2 separate regions of the Macaca mulatta genome follow, and region 2 is linked to region 1. A link is a contact called in public Hi-C data. All regions are on one chromosome and are shown on one strand. The core of a region is the stretch at or near the end of the contact, and the rest is flanking DNA. Distances in the headings are between cores, read along the strand shown. Region 1 holds the start of FMNL2 (formin like 2). Region 2 overlaps FMNL2 (formin like 2).

Region 1 (6,850 bases), core at 1,687-4,186:
ACTGATTTCTTAAGCAACTCATAAAGAAAAGCAAAGTTGAGATTATCACACATACAACTCCAGAAAAAAAACAAGAGAAATCACCAACACTGCGCACTTCTATTGGCCTATGGAGATGATTTGGAAGGTTTCAGCTCCTCTCTCAGATTGTCAAAGAGCAAGCGGAGCTGACTTGGGAGAAGGAACGCATCAACAGTCCAAATGTATCCCTAGGAAGAGTGTTCCCAAGCTGACATGGTCCCCCAAAAACTTTGTCTCTACTCAAAAAAAGGTCAGACTGGTATTGTTTTTGTTTCTTGTTTGAGAGGCTTAGAATATCGTAAACAATTTTAAAAGGAATTGCACCCAGTAACAGTGACACAAAGTAAAGTAGCCACAACAATACTGCCCCAAGAAGCTTGGGATGTACAATCATAATTGTCTACATACTATATTTGCAACTGCTAGCCTTAACAGGAACACAAATCCACCATGTTAATGATGGGACATCATTTTTCTAAAGATTAATTCACACCATGTGTTATTAATCAGCAGGGTAACTGAAAGCTCAAGCAAAAAAAAAAAAAAAAAAGCTATCTTAGTCAAGCAGAACTTAATTGCATTATTGTTATTATTATGGCTGCTGCACTGGTTTCCCTGTGTCACTGGCTCCTCCACCACAAGTATTCAGACACTCAGACACACACACACACACACACACACACACACACACACACACACACACAGAGCACCACAGCATAGATGGAAAAACAAAAAAGCCAGCGTCGGGCGGAAAAAAAGCCAGAGCCAGCAGGTAAGAACCACATGTCTAGTAGGAAGAGGGTTTTGAAGAAAAACGTTTGTCTCTGGTAAAGCAGGTCAGGTATGCACCCAGGCCGCCTTAAGAATTATGCCTAGGCCGTTTCATTTGAATGTCCCATCTTGCACAACGGTGGGAGCAGCTGTGGGAGATCACAGGAGATGCAAAGCAACCCAAGCAACCTCATCTATCTCCCCGACGGCCACACCAGAGTTTCCAGGTGGCGGGAGAGAGAGCTCAGTTCTCCTAAAGAGCACACAGCTAACCTGCCATCCAGAACATCATTTCCCATACCAAACCATCCCTTTTTCAAGGCCTGAAGGCAGGCAATTTGAACGTCCTGTCGCTGAGCAGACCTCAGAAAACCGATTTTTGATCTAGAACTCGAGTCCTCTGCCAAAGTTGTAAGTTTTCATGAAAACAAAAGAAGAAAAGAAAACCCGCAGGCAGGCACAATCGTTGGCTGCCCGGATCACGAGTTTCCCTTGCTGCCTAGTCTTGCGGAGTTTAGAGGTAACCAACTAGGAAAAGAGAAGTGTACAAGTGTAAGGAATAGGAATGCGTCCAATCTCTCCTGTGTCCCTCCCAACATCCCTTAGAAGAGGCTGGGACGCTAAAACTAGAAGTCTGGGGACCAACTGCAGTCCAGATCCTGGCTGGGGCAAGCCGCCACACCCTCTGCAGCTCACAGCACAAGCCTCGGCTGGGAGGGGCCCAGACACAGTCCCAGCAGGAAAGGGAGAAAGAGAGGAGTTTTCAGAGTCCTGGATTCGAGGAGCTGGAAAGCTGGGAGAAGCGGAATGCAGCAGGGAGCGGGGGACCTGGCCGGGAGTGCAAGAGGAGAGGAGGGGTCGCCCGTGCAGTCAGGACAGCTCGCAACACGTCCCCGCAAAACTGCACATTTTTGTGGTTTAAGATTTAAGTCTAGAGGGAACGCGCTGAGGTTCTCCCCAGCCTGGGTTTCAGACGCCCCTGCTCCTCTCCAAGGGCCGAGGCGCCGCACTGCTGTGGGTCTCCCCTTTCCCTTTCGGGGAAGCTCCCCTTGGCCAAGCCACGACGTCCGCCCTCCAAGTTCGCCTCCGCTCATCGCCCGGCGCGGCGCCTACGGCCGGCCACACGCGCCCCATCTGCCGGGGACTTCGCAGGTCCAGGGCTGGCCGCCCGAGGGATGGTCCGCAGGGGCTCAGGGTTTTTTGTTTTGTTTTGTTTAAAAAAAAAAAAAAAAAAGCCTAAGCGGCTCGCCGCCTCCTCCTCCCAAGCCCGCGCCACCTTCCCTTCACGCCCACGCCGCACCTCCCGGGCACACGCGCCGTGAGGTGCCTCTCCAGCCAGACAATGGGTTCGGGGCTGGCTGGGCAGCCCGCCCGGAGCCCCCATCCCCATCACGGGACCCCGAGAGGCTGAGCCCGGGAGACTGCCAGGGGGGTGAAGAGGAGTGCTGGGGGCCACAAAGGGGAAAGTGGGAGCCTACCCCACGGGAATGGAGGCTCGCTCCCGGCACCGGGCGAAGGGGAGGGGCGGGGGTCAGCTGCGCCGCCCGGCCGGGGGCCCCGGGTCCCCGCGCCCGGCCGCCGCCGCGCACTCACCAGCACGATGGCAAATCGCTCCTCCAGTTCACCTGGCTCGGGCATCGGCAGCTTCAAAGGCACGTTGTGCGCCCTGAAATCGGTCTGCTGCGAATCCATGCTCCCCGCGTTGCCCATGTCGGCGGCGCGCCGGGGCCGGGGGCTGCTCCGGGCCCCTAGCGTGCGCGTCGGAAATCAGAACAGCTCCCGGCGGTCGGCTCCCGCCTGCAGGCGCGACCTGCCCGGCTCCCCACCCTCCGCCGCGCCCAGGCGGGTGTGCGGCGCGCACCGCTCCCTAGCAGCGCTCCAAGCCGAGCCGCCCCCCGGCCTCCCTCATGCTCTCCGCCGCCCCAGCGCGGCCCCGGCCTCTTTTCCTCGGGAGGGGTAGTCGGGGCGCTGGGCGCCTGTGTGCATGGTGCTCCGCTGGCACACCGCCCCCTGCTAGAGATCGCGGCCCCCGACGCGTGGTTCCTCCTACTCGGCCTTCTGCCGGGCCCGCGGCCGCCTCTGACACTTCCAGCCCTTGCCGGCCACGGCTGCGCCTGATCGGCTAACACCTCCAGCAGACAAATGCAGCTCCGCGCTCCCCTACACAATGCCCCCTCTCGCCCGGCCCCCGCCCCCGGCCCGGCTCCGCCCACTCGCCCCGAGGACTGCCGGGACGCGTAGTTTCTGCCCAAAGTGTCCGCGCGCAGAAACCACGCCCGCTCCAGAGCGCCAGGCCGAGTTGGGGCCATTTGCAGCAAGGGCGATCCGTACGTCTCTGGAGATAGCTTATGTCACTTTTGACCCTCCTCACCCCAACAGTAGAATACCTACATTGTGTATATCATGTTGACACTTGGTAGGCAGGTCTGACCATGACGGAATCCAATCAATGAATGAAGGAATGCATGCCTTCTGATTAAAATTCAGAAAATCGTTGCTGTTTTTGAAAGATCTAGTTCAATAAGGAACTTCAAAAGCATTGGCAAAGTCCTGTTTCATAAACGGGGGGGTGGCGGTGGGGGGTCCATGGGTGCTTGTTCATCGTTCTTTCTTCCATATATATGTTCTTTGGTGTGATTGAAATGTTCTATAAACAAATGTATAATTTATGGGTATATATAGTCAGCCCCTGGGAACTGGGTAAGGATTCAATTCAATTAAAAGAAAAACAAAAAACACCTGTCAAACACCTATTATGTATGGGTTATTGTGTTCCTTGGTGGAAGGAAAAAAAAAGAGACTTGCCCTGTACTGGAATACTTGCCAATCTAGCGAAGGAGAAAATTTACACACCCATGTTTCATGTGAGATGGATATAATTATAGAGTGTTCTGGGAGGCTTTGGGATGATCTTTGACTGCAGCTCTCTTATTCCTTCACAGCAGTCTCGAGCAAGGTGTCTTACAGAAAAGATTAGACCTGACTCTGTCCTCTGGGGTGTGTTTCAGACTGTAACAACCCATTCTGAAACCTCGGAAATAGAAATAGCCTTATAAGAGACTTTAGCCAACTGCTCATGTGAATGTTAAGGGCATACATCTGGTTGACTTGTGGCTGAACTTCTGCAGTTAGTCCTTTCTTAGTTTAAAGCAGTGTTTCTTAATCCTAGATGTGTATCAGATTCACTTGGGAAGCTTTTTGTTAAAACTACACACACCTTGAGCTCTGCGTATTATCAGAATCTCCTTAAGCCGAGAGCTGGAGCCTGGGCCGGTGTATGTTTAACAAGCTCCCCAGGTGATTTTGATATGCAGGTAATGTTGTTATGCTTTTAGTAAATAGCAAGTGTTTCTGGACAAGTTAGTACACCAAGATTCAATCATCAAGGACATTTCATTCATCTTTATAAACTTCAAGATTCTTTAAACATAGCAGACACCCCAAGAACTATTTGCAGAATTGACAAGTGACTTTTTCCAAAAGCATATGACACAAATACACACAAATACATCATGTGTGTTCTATTAAACCACTTCTAGTCTTTAAAGAATGGAGAGAGTATAAATAAATTCAACTTAAAATTCTGAATAACTGTAACCTGTATTTCTAAAGTAATGCCGTATCAAAGTTAGTGGCAAATGTGTTACTGATCTGAGAGAAAAGCAGGGAGTTTTAGATATACACACACCCCAAACTAATGAAAATGAGTGAGAAAGAAAGCAGTTTGGACCAGGTGAGACATTTCTGACCCACAAATGTATTTATTTCCTTTGTAATCTCTAGACATATACTTTGGATCTGATTGACTCACAAAATCAGCCCACCCAGAGGGTTGCCCATCTGAATAAAAAGGCTGGAATTCTTTTCTGCAGTTGAGAAAGCCTTTTCGATTACATTTATGGCTCCCTGCGGCTATATTTCTGCCAGAAACCTTTTTCTCCCTTTAAGTCTTATCACATCTAGTCTCTCTCATAAGCTCACACTTTGAGGGAAGCCAAGGACAAAGTGTGCAAATCTATGAACCAAAAGAACTTTCCTGCCATTTCAATGTTTGGAATCTCTAATATTTGGTTGTTATTTGTGATTATTAAGAGGAGAAATAAATACTCCATAGGACTGTACAATTTCTATAAGAACTTCCATCAAAATCTTAGGAAATTTTTTGGGGGGAGAAGGCATGGAGGGAAAGAAAAGAAAAGACATTTATATCACCTTAATTGTAGCACTCTTCCCCACAAAATTAAAATCAAGCAATCATTTAAAAATGCATATTCCATTTATTATTATTATTATATATGATTTGTTATAACTCATGTGCAAAATATTGGCAAAAAAGAAAATGTCTGGGCCGGGCATAGTGGCTCACACCTGTAAGCTCAGCAGTTTGGGAGGCCTACGTAGGTGGATTGCTTGAGCCCAGGAATTTAAGACCAGCCTGGGCAACATGGAGAAATCTTAGAGTTACTACTCTGTGGCCAAGTTCACTTAGCCTTTCTAAGATACTAAGTGAACTTACCTGCACAGCTGTTCCTTACATTTAGAACCTGAGGAGATACCAGTAAAACTTAGCTCCAATCCCTCAAACAGCTGATCTTGTAGAAGTATCTGTCCTGAATAATGGAAAAGCTTCTTTGAAAGCAATCACACCATTGTAGAGGAATCCCTGATCAAGCCATCCCTGGCATAGCTTCGAAATGCACATAGAAGATAAATGTTCTAACATTTCAGTGTCCATGGAAGCTAAGTACAGTTTTAATACACATTTTCCTTTTCTTCTTTCTTTTTAAGATAGGACCTTAATCTTGCTCTGCTGCCCAGGCTGGAGTGGAGTGGCACACTTACAGCTCACTGCAGCCTCAACCTCCCAGGCTCAAGTGATCCTTCCACCTCAGCCTCCCTAGCAGCAGCTAGGATGACAGGTGTGTGCCACCATGTCCAGCTAATTTTGCATTTTAAAAAAATTTTAAGCCATTAGGTTTTAAAGGTAGTTTTGTTACGTGACATAGATAATAGGTTAAAATATCACTTTATTGTACTTACAATTTGCAAAATATAGTATCTTCTGAGTCAGGGATCAGCACACATTTTCTGTAAAGGGACTGATAGTAAAAACTTCAGGCTTTGAGGGCCATATGGTCTATGTCATATCAACTCAACTCCGTCCTTGCAGTGCAAAAGCAGCTATAGACAGTAGGTAAATAAACTGCAAATGGTTTTACAGTTTATTCCGATAAAACTATTTATAAAAGTAGGCAGATGAATGGATTTGGTTTACAGGCATAGTTTTCTGAATTCTGTTTGAAGTTGACAGTCTAGAAGAATGTATATAATTCTCATCTCATAGTATGCATCCAGTTATTAATAATTAGCCTCTTTGTTATCTTCAGAAAATTCTGTATGGGAAGAAATATTGCAGGCTTTGTTATAAAGAATATCAAACTGGCACAGTGGCTCACACCTGTAAACCCAACACTTTGGGAGGCCAAGGCAGGAGGATAGCTGGAGGCCAGGAATTTGAGACCAGCCTGGGCAACAGTGAGATCCCATCTCTCTCCCATGATTCTTCCCTTAGGGTAGGCCTTCCGCATGCACAGTGCTCTTCTTACCCTGGGGGATTGAGCACACACAGTGTGTTTAGGAAGTTGTATGCATACCTATCTCGGGCTTTCTTTTTTTTTTTTTTTTCCAGTGGAGCTGCAAGAAGAGAGATCTCCAGAGATCTTCAGAGGTGGCCATTCCGGTATTCAATTGAGTACAGATCAGTACATGCATGTGAGGGAAAAACCCAAAGCTGGTTATTTAATAATAAAGAGGTAAAGTCATCAGAAGAACATAAAACTCAATAACAGCATTTCAAAATACATGAACTCCGGCCAGGCATGGTAGCTCACGCCTGTAATCCTAGCACTTTGGGAGGCCGAGGAAGGCGGATCACTTGAGGTCAGGTGTTGGAGACCAGGATAACCAACATGGTGAAATCCTATCTCTACTAAAAATGCAAAAATTAGCTTGGCATGGTGGTGCATGCCTATAGTCCCAGCTACTTGGGAGGCTGAAC
Region 2 (6,850 bases), core at 1,345-3,844, 310 kb before region 1:
TGTTTCCATAAAAAGAACATGAAATGTTATGCATCAACTTTTGATGACTGGGAGTTTTCTTACAACTGTCAGTCCATTTGTGCAATGGGGGCCAAACTGCTTGTGCACCTTGCCAACTGGTATGGTTGTTGGGTGCAGTGTTAACTGTGCAGTTCATATATAGCCTATTATCTTTATTTGTACAACATCCTAATTGAAACATTTGGTGGGACCGCTGGGGGGTTGTGGCATTTCATCAAACAAAGGTGCTGTTTCCCCAGAAGCTGTATGTTTATAAATAATACAATTTTGGAGATGTAGTTTCATTTCCAAGATCCATTTTCTATGTTTTATATAGCAAGTGGTCACGATTTCACATAGGGAGGAATCCTACCTGAAGTTTACCAAGTGTATTTGGATTCTGAGTTCAAATAGCAAGATAGATAGATATATGTGTTTCTAGAAGGTAAGTCTACATAATATTGCTAAAACCCCTTAAATTGTACCATTGAAAGATTATGACATATTACAGAATAGTAGTGTAAATAGTTTATTTGCTCATATGCCATGAAAAGACCAGAAAAGTAACATGAATTGCTTTTATAAAACATTCTAATATTGCTAAGAAGCAGGCCCATTAATAGACAAACAGAAAAGAACATGCCAACGTTGTCTATTTGTAGATGAATAAATAGGCAGTTATTTTAACATATATGTCAGCATTGAACTTTGGAAAACAGCTGCTTTGTAGTGGAAGTCCAACTTGGTCAAATTGCTATTTTTAATCAAAGTGAATGTTCAGTCCACAGAAAGACAAAATCTTGGCATGTTCTTTTTAAAGTATACATTTATGGGAATGTGCCTGCAGGTGGCAGTTTAATCTTTCTGTAAATAGGTACACTAAAGTGAAATGTGGTAACTTGTTCCCTAAACTGTCCTTGTAGTTAAATATATATATTAAAAAAAACTATAAGTTAAAATAACATTCAGATTGTATAGCATAGGCTGATGCATTTTAAAACAATATTTACAATATTACCCAGAGGCTTAGGTGGGAATTAAAGAGAAGTGTAAAAACCATAAAAAACTGCACCAATTTTATAGCAAAATATCTGTACATTTAAAAAGATCATATAACTACACATCCAAGGAAAAGGGACCTTCACCAAGGGGTTCACATAAGCACAACATAAAATAGGAACTTCAGCGGTTAAATACTATACAATAAACTTTACAATTAATATATTGATGTACCAAGAAGATAAGCCAGAAGCAGAATGTATATTATGAAAAGTACAAATTTAGCTTCAGTCCAGTTTTTGACTTTGGAATGGATCAAGTGCCCTGCCAGAGAGGAAGGAAAAATAACAGTGGCTTAGTGAGCCATTTAGTCCCATTACATATTATTTAAGCTTAATACCATGTTAGTACTTTTTAGCAACTTAAACTGCAATTCCCCGTAAGTAGTCTGGGAAATGCAAGAACAAGTTAGCCTTGATAGACGATGCCAAGTGTATCTTCTCCAATTTACAGAAAATAAGAAAAAATTGCGATTGTCAGAGGAGAATAAGGCCAGGTTCCTAATACTACTCTGCTAGCAGATGTAACCTTGAATGCTTATTAATAGAGCTAGTAAACTTCTTCCTTGCAAGGCACCAATTTCTGTTCTCAGAATTAATAATGGTCCTCAGAAATGCTAATACTGATTACTGAGATGTTAATTTTAGTGCTAATAAATACACTTGCATTATTTAAAAGCTGCCTCTAGCTGAAGAACACAGTACTACAAATAAGTCTTATACATTATATCCCCACATTCATACCGGTGAATGCTTCTCACAGAGCATCGTTCTCTAGCACAGAAGTAGTAGAATGTGAAACTGGAAACAAAGGGTTAAGTGACCTTTGTGCCACTGCAATTGCATCCTGTTTGCACTTTGCCAGGGCCTGGTTATAGACACAAGGAGTCTCATCATGTGACTTTTTCCTTCTTCCAAGTTGCAAGTAAAATACAAAGTTGATGGATATGGCTAAAACAAAATTCCTTCAAAGACATCTCAGCAAAGGACCCACAGCAGATGCATTCATGTTATTTACAACATCAGGAAACCAGGTGGGCCATCATGGGACAATCACAATGGCAGGTAATGAGTTTAATAAGAAATTTACATTTTGGTTAAAAAAACAAACATACTGGTGTAAAAAGATACCTAATCAAATCAAATCCTATTGCTTTGATTAATCTGAACAGGTACTTCCATTTTTAGGCACTTGTTAACAAGGGTTGAAAGGAGAGCTCATTTTAAAATTATTTTGTGTTTGCTAAATCTGAGCCCTTAAGAATATTTTTTGTGTGTTCAAGGCTGCAGTTAAATGGTAGCACTTTCTTAAAGTTCATGTGGGCAGTTTCATTCACGCACACCCTGTATTCATGCAGGCCGGTCTCCGGTTCACATTGTTATTTCGGCACCATTAACAGAACGCAAGTTCTGATCATCAAAGCGCCGCCTGACGCTTCTCCTCACCGCATCGGCTCGTCTGTATGGTTGGTTTCTAAGATCTGTAAAGAGGAGAGTGCCAGTGAGAGAATAGCAACCTTTAATAGCATGTGTCTAAGCAAGACAAAGGCCAGCTGGCAGCCAATCAAAGCAGCTTGTGTAGAAAAGTCAGCTAATGGGCCCTTCAAACTCACCGAGCATTGAATCAAAGACAAACATTTGCCTTCAATATTTATAATCAAACAAAATAGGGTGTAATACTGGTAGGATTCTAGGACTTTGAGAGAAAAATACAGATTATTTCTGTCACTGGCCAGAGTCTAGCTGAAGTCTTATTTTGAAATGTTTCTTAAATTAGAAGCAGCTGTAGCTTAATTTTTTTGTTTCTGGAAGCCTGAATGAATAAACAGTAATTGCAGTAAATTTGACACTGCAAAATTAATAAACCAGACTGTCCTGTCCCATCTTATCCTTGCAGTTGTAACAAGAACCTAAAGGCTTTTACTTTGCAGATAAGGGACTCAATTTTCATTCCATTAAGCTAGCTAAGTTTATTATTTTGTAAATTTTAAACAAAATAATGTTCAATTAACCATTAAATCTAAACCAACATAATAATCTATTCCCTGACATCCTTTTCGGCCACCTTTTTTTTTTTTTTTTTTTTTTTTTTTTTTTTTTTTTTAAAGAAATGGGGTCTTGTTACATGGTCTAGGCCAGACTTGAACTAGTTTCAAGTGATTCTCCCACCTCAGCCTCCTGAGAAGCAGGGACTACAGAGCTCTACCACCTAATATTTTTTATGTTATGTCAGCAAGGAGAAGTTGTCTGGGCCCTCCTGCATAAGAAAATCCTTGTTAAATGAATGAATCAATCACCGCATACCAGTCCAAATAGGCATTGCTCTGTCGGCATGAAGGGATGAGCAGAGGAATTTTATGCAAGGACTCAGTATGAAGGCAAGCTTTCTTGAGTAAGTCAGGTAACCTAGCCGGCAGGCTAGGCTATGCAGCCTCCCTTTGATGAAGTCAGGGCATAGTGCAAAAAGTAAAGCAGGCTTTATACTTTTCCTCTTGTTTTGTTTAATTAGTATTTACTTCCCTTTCATTAACTTAGTATTGTTGACTTCTGCTAGAATACATGGTATCTTTAGAAAGGGAAATACAAACAACAGAATTAAACCAAATTGAATCTTTTGTATCCCTTTATCTACTCAACAAGTTGAAAGTGGAGCTGATGGACCACATTTGACCCACAGAATGTTTGCTCCACTGTGCCCCCCCTCACATTTTAAAATACAGTTTCCTGATGTTTAAATTGGTGATTAACATAAAGACCTGGGTTTCTGTATTTTGAAAAATTGGAAGATCTGGCAAAACCGGGTCCCAACTCCTACACAGCAAAACGAAGCTGGAGCTAAGATCTGTGCTCTAGGTTCAGCACAGTTCCTACCAGGCCTGTTACCTTCCTGGCTCCCTGACTCATGGGAATTTGTGTGACCCTGCCCTACTCTTTCCTGGGGGGTTGTGCGGGGAGGACAGTCTTTGTCACCCAGGCTGGAGTATAGTGGTGGATATCTACTCACTGCAGCATCCACTTCCTGAGCTCAAGCGATCTGCCCAGGACCTCAGCCTCCCGCGTAGCTGGGCTACAGGCATTTGCCAGCATGCCTGGCTAACTTTTGTATTTTTTTTTGTAGAGACGAGGGTTTCACTTCATTGCCTAGGGTGATCTTGAACTCAAGCGATTTGCCTGCCTTGGCCTCCCAAGGTGCTGGGATTACAGATTACAGGTGTGAGCCACCGTGCCCAGCCTCTACTCTTAAATTTAAGGAAAAAATAGTTTTACATACCCGAGTCCTCTCAAGCCTCTGCTTCCTATCCCACACTGGCAATGGAAGGCCAGAATTACACTTTTGCCTCATATGCAGCTCTGTGGTTCTTCAACCGAGCAATTGTTCTAAAGATCTTAATCCTTCAAAGGCTTTAGTTCATATTCCCTGGCCAGGACCTGCTTTCAGTCGCTTCAGATCAAAATGGGTTTAACTGAGTAACTCAAAGGCCAAGACGGGGGTAAAGGAAGGACAGCCCAGCACTCAAAGCAAATATAATAATCAGCAAATACCCTTGCCCAAGCCATCACACTTGAGAAGTTAAAAGCAGGCTGAGAAAGAGTCCAATAGAGAGGCTCAATCCCTGCATCATTGGAATGTGAGGTACAAAAACTCCCTGGTCAGATTCTCACCAGTATTACCCTCAGCCATAGATTGAAACCATTGATCTGCATACAGAGAGAGGAGGAAGCTAAGTAAAAAGTGATGCTTGCCAGCTCTGTGTATCCTCCACCACCGGTGTGCTAGAAGAAATCCTTACCCTCGAGTGAACATTTGGAAATTTAGTGATATTATTCTTCTTTAAGGCTAAACAGAAAAAAAACAAAAACACAAAATGATGGTTAAGAAAAAATGGGATGAAAATGGAAAGCAACTCAACTTAGTGCTCAACATTCCCAGGCATGTTAGCCAACAGAGGAAGAGAATGGAAGGCCATTACTACAAGAAGTGTTAGATCAAATAAGGGAAGGACGAGTGCATCTTCCCACCCAGCTCTCTGACCACCCAGTTCCAAGCTGCTTTGAAGATTGGCTCCAGAAAGATACAGTCCAGCAGCAAAACTGATACAAACATCAGCCAAGCAGATGACAAGTTTTCTAGCCTGTTAATAAGCACTGGTGGGTAAGTACACTGCAGAGCAGGCAATGACACTCTATGTCCTTTGCTATCAGAGATAGAAGAACATACATAAATGCAATTCATAGAATAGTTATGCCACAAAATAAACACCCAATTCCATGTCAATCTCAGCACAGGAGTCAATGGCTATGTCCAATTAAGAGTATGTGCTTCCCTTGTCTCTTTTCTAATCAACTAGACACTGAAGAGAAGTTCGTTTCTTATTAGGCATCAAGAACTAAGCCCAGGAAGTTACTTTGAAAAGTTTGATCATTTCCCCCCCAACCCAACTTAAAAACAGTGGCATTTTCCAATGATATTTGCTGTTAATATTTCTGGTGCCACCATCCTGACTAAAGCAGCAGGTCAAGATATGATCTGATCACAGAAGGTATAGCCTGGGTTTGACATGGAACAGTGAAGATGTGTGAATGAGATAAGACAGTGGGAGCGCCGAAGCCTTTGTATTCATGTCCTGCCTCACAGCTTTGCTCCAACATGGAATTACTGATAGTTGAACATGGGCATGACATTCAGAAGGAATAGAGGTGGCCTACTAAGGTAGGGTGTCATAAAGCTATGAATTGCCTATATCTACATATACAAGCTAGGTCAAAAGGGCTCCCTGTGTTAAGCTCGTATTACGAGTTCCATCACACTGTGGACGTATAAGAGAGTTAAAAGAAAGGCCCAATCTGCAGCTGTGCATAGTTTACAGTTCCTTCTGCAAGTCATTTTGTACTTTAGAGCACTTTGCATTCCTGAGCACTTTCATATGGCAGGTGATTATGCTATCAAATCATATTAATGGGGTACGGGATAAAAGGGCTAGGTTAATATCTGTAAACCTACTAGAACAGTACGTTTTGTGGGTTTCTGTTTTGTTTTAGACAGGGTCTCACTCTGTTGCCGAGGCTGGAGTACAGTGGCGGGATCTCCACTCACTACAACCTCCACCTCCTGGGCTCAAGCAGTGCTCCCACCTCAGCCTCCCGGGTAGCTGGGATTACAAGTGTGCACCACAAGAGCGCCCAGCTAATTTTTGTGTTTTTTGTAAAGATGGGGTTTTACTTTGTTATCCAGGCTGGTCTCAAACTCCTGGGCTCAAGTGATCCTTTTGCCTCAGCCTCTCAAAGTACTGGGATTACAGGTGTGTGCCACTGCATCCAACCTGAACACAGTAAGTTCTTAATACATGTTAGGAATAGCAGTTATTGTTATTAATGGCTGCCATATTGTGTTGAAAGACATTAGCTCAAAAATCTTAGAAGCAATCTACTTGGTACCAATCCTGATTCTCAAAGAAGTGCTCTTAGTATTTTTGCTCTATTTTTCTGAAAATTTCTGTGAACAATTCTATGAATTCAACTGTCAAACACACCCAGACTGTTACAGCAATGTGAATACATACATGTATTGAAAGTGGCAGTGAGTGAGCAATAATGATTGAAATGCAAAACCATGCAGCATGAGAACACACAATATAACATGATGGAGATGGCAATTCCATGCTAGCATGTTGGTGGGCCCTGACAGACACACAGAGGGGGACATAAGAGATCAAAAAACCTGTAGCAACCTTTTAAGAGCATCAGGTGAGAAAGAGTGATAGTTTAGTAATGGTATTCCTCAGTGAGAGCAG

What was found. Hi-C and Micro-C count contacts between places; a contact is called where the count stands out from the background.
Region 2: a Hi-C map of fetal cortex germinal zone shows a contact between it and region 1, with 5 times the contacts expected there. The contact joins the enhancer-like site here to the promoter of FMNL2 in region 1. A contact is called at or near these places in 2 of 14 Hi-C or Micro-C datasets (fetal cortex germinal zone and fetal cortical plate).

Annotation. Positions count from the first base shown.
Region 1 is chr12:57,241,116-57,247,965 of T2T-MMU8v2.0, reverse strand. FMNL2 (formin like 2) reads right to left here and starts at 2,936. Exons shown (of 27, transcript XM_028830704.2): 1 at 2,386-2,936. The coding sequence starts at 2,502.
Region 2 is chr12:57,554,790-57,561,639 of T2T-MMU8v2.0, reverse strand. It overlaps FMNL2 (formin like 2), which reads right to left. Exons shown (of 27, transcript XM_028830704.2): 26 at 4,850-4,896; 27 at 514-2,539. The coding sequence ends at 2,501. Among named protein-coding and RNA genes, the nearest start is that of PRPF40A, 73 kb to the left of the region's middle. Within about 2 kb of position 2,594, at least 4 of the 40 cell types and tissues checked have an H3K27ac peak or open chromatin away from gene starts, as enhancers often do. A contact at or near this core is called in fetal cortex germinal zone, where this site is marked.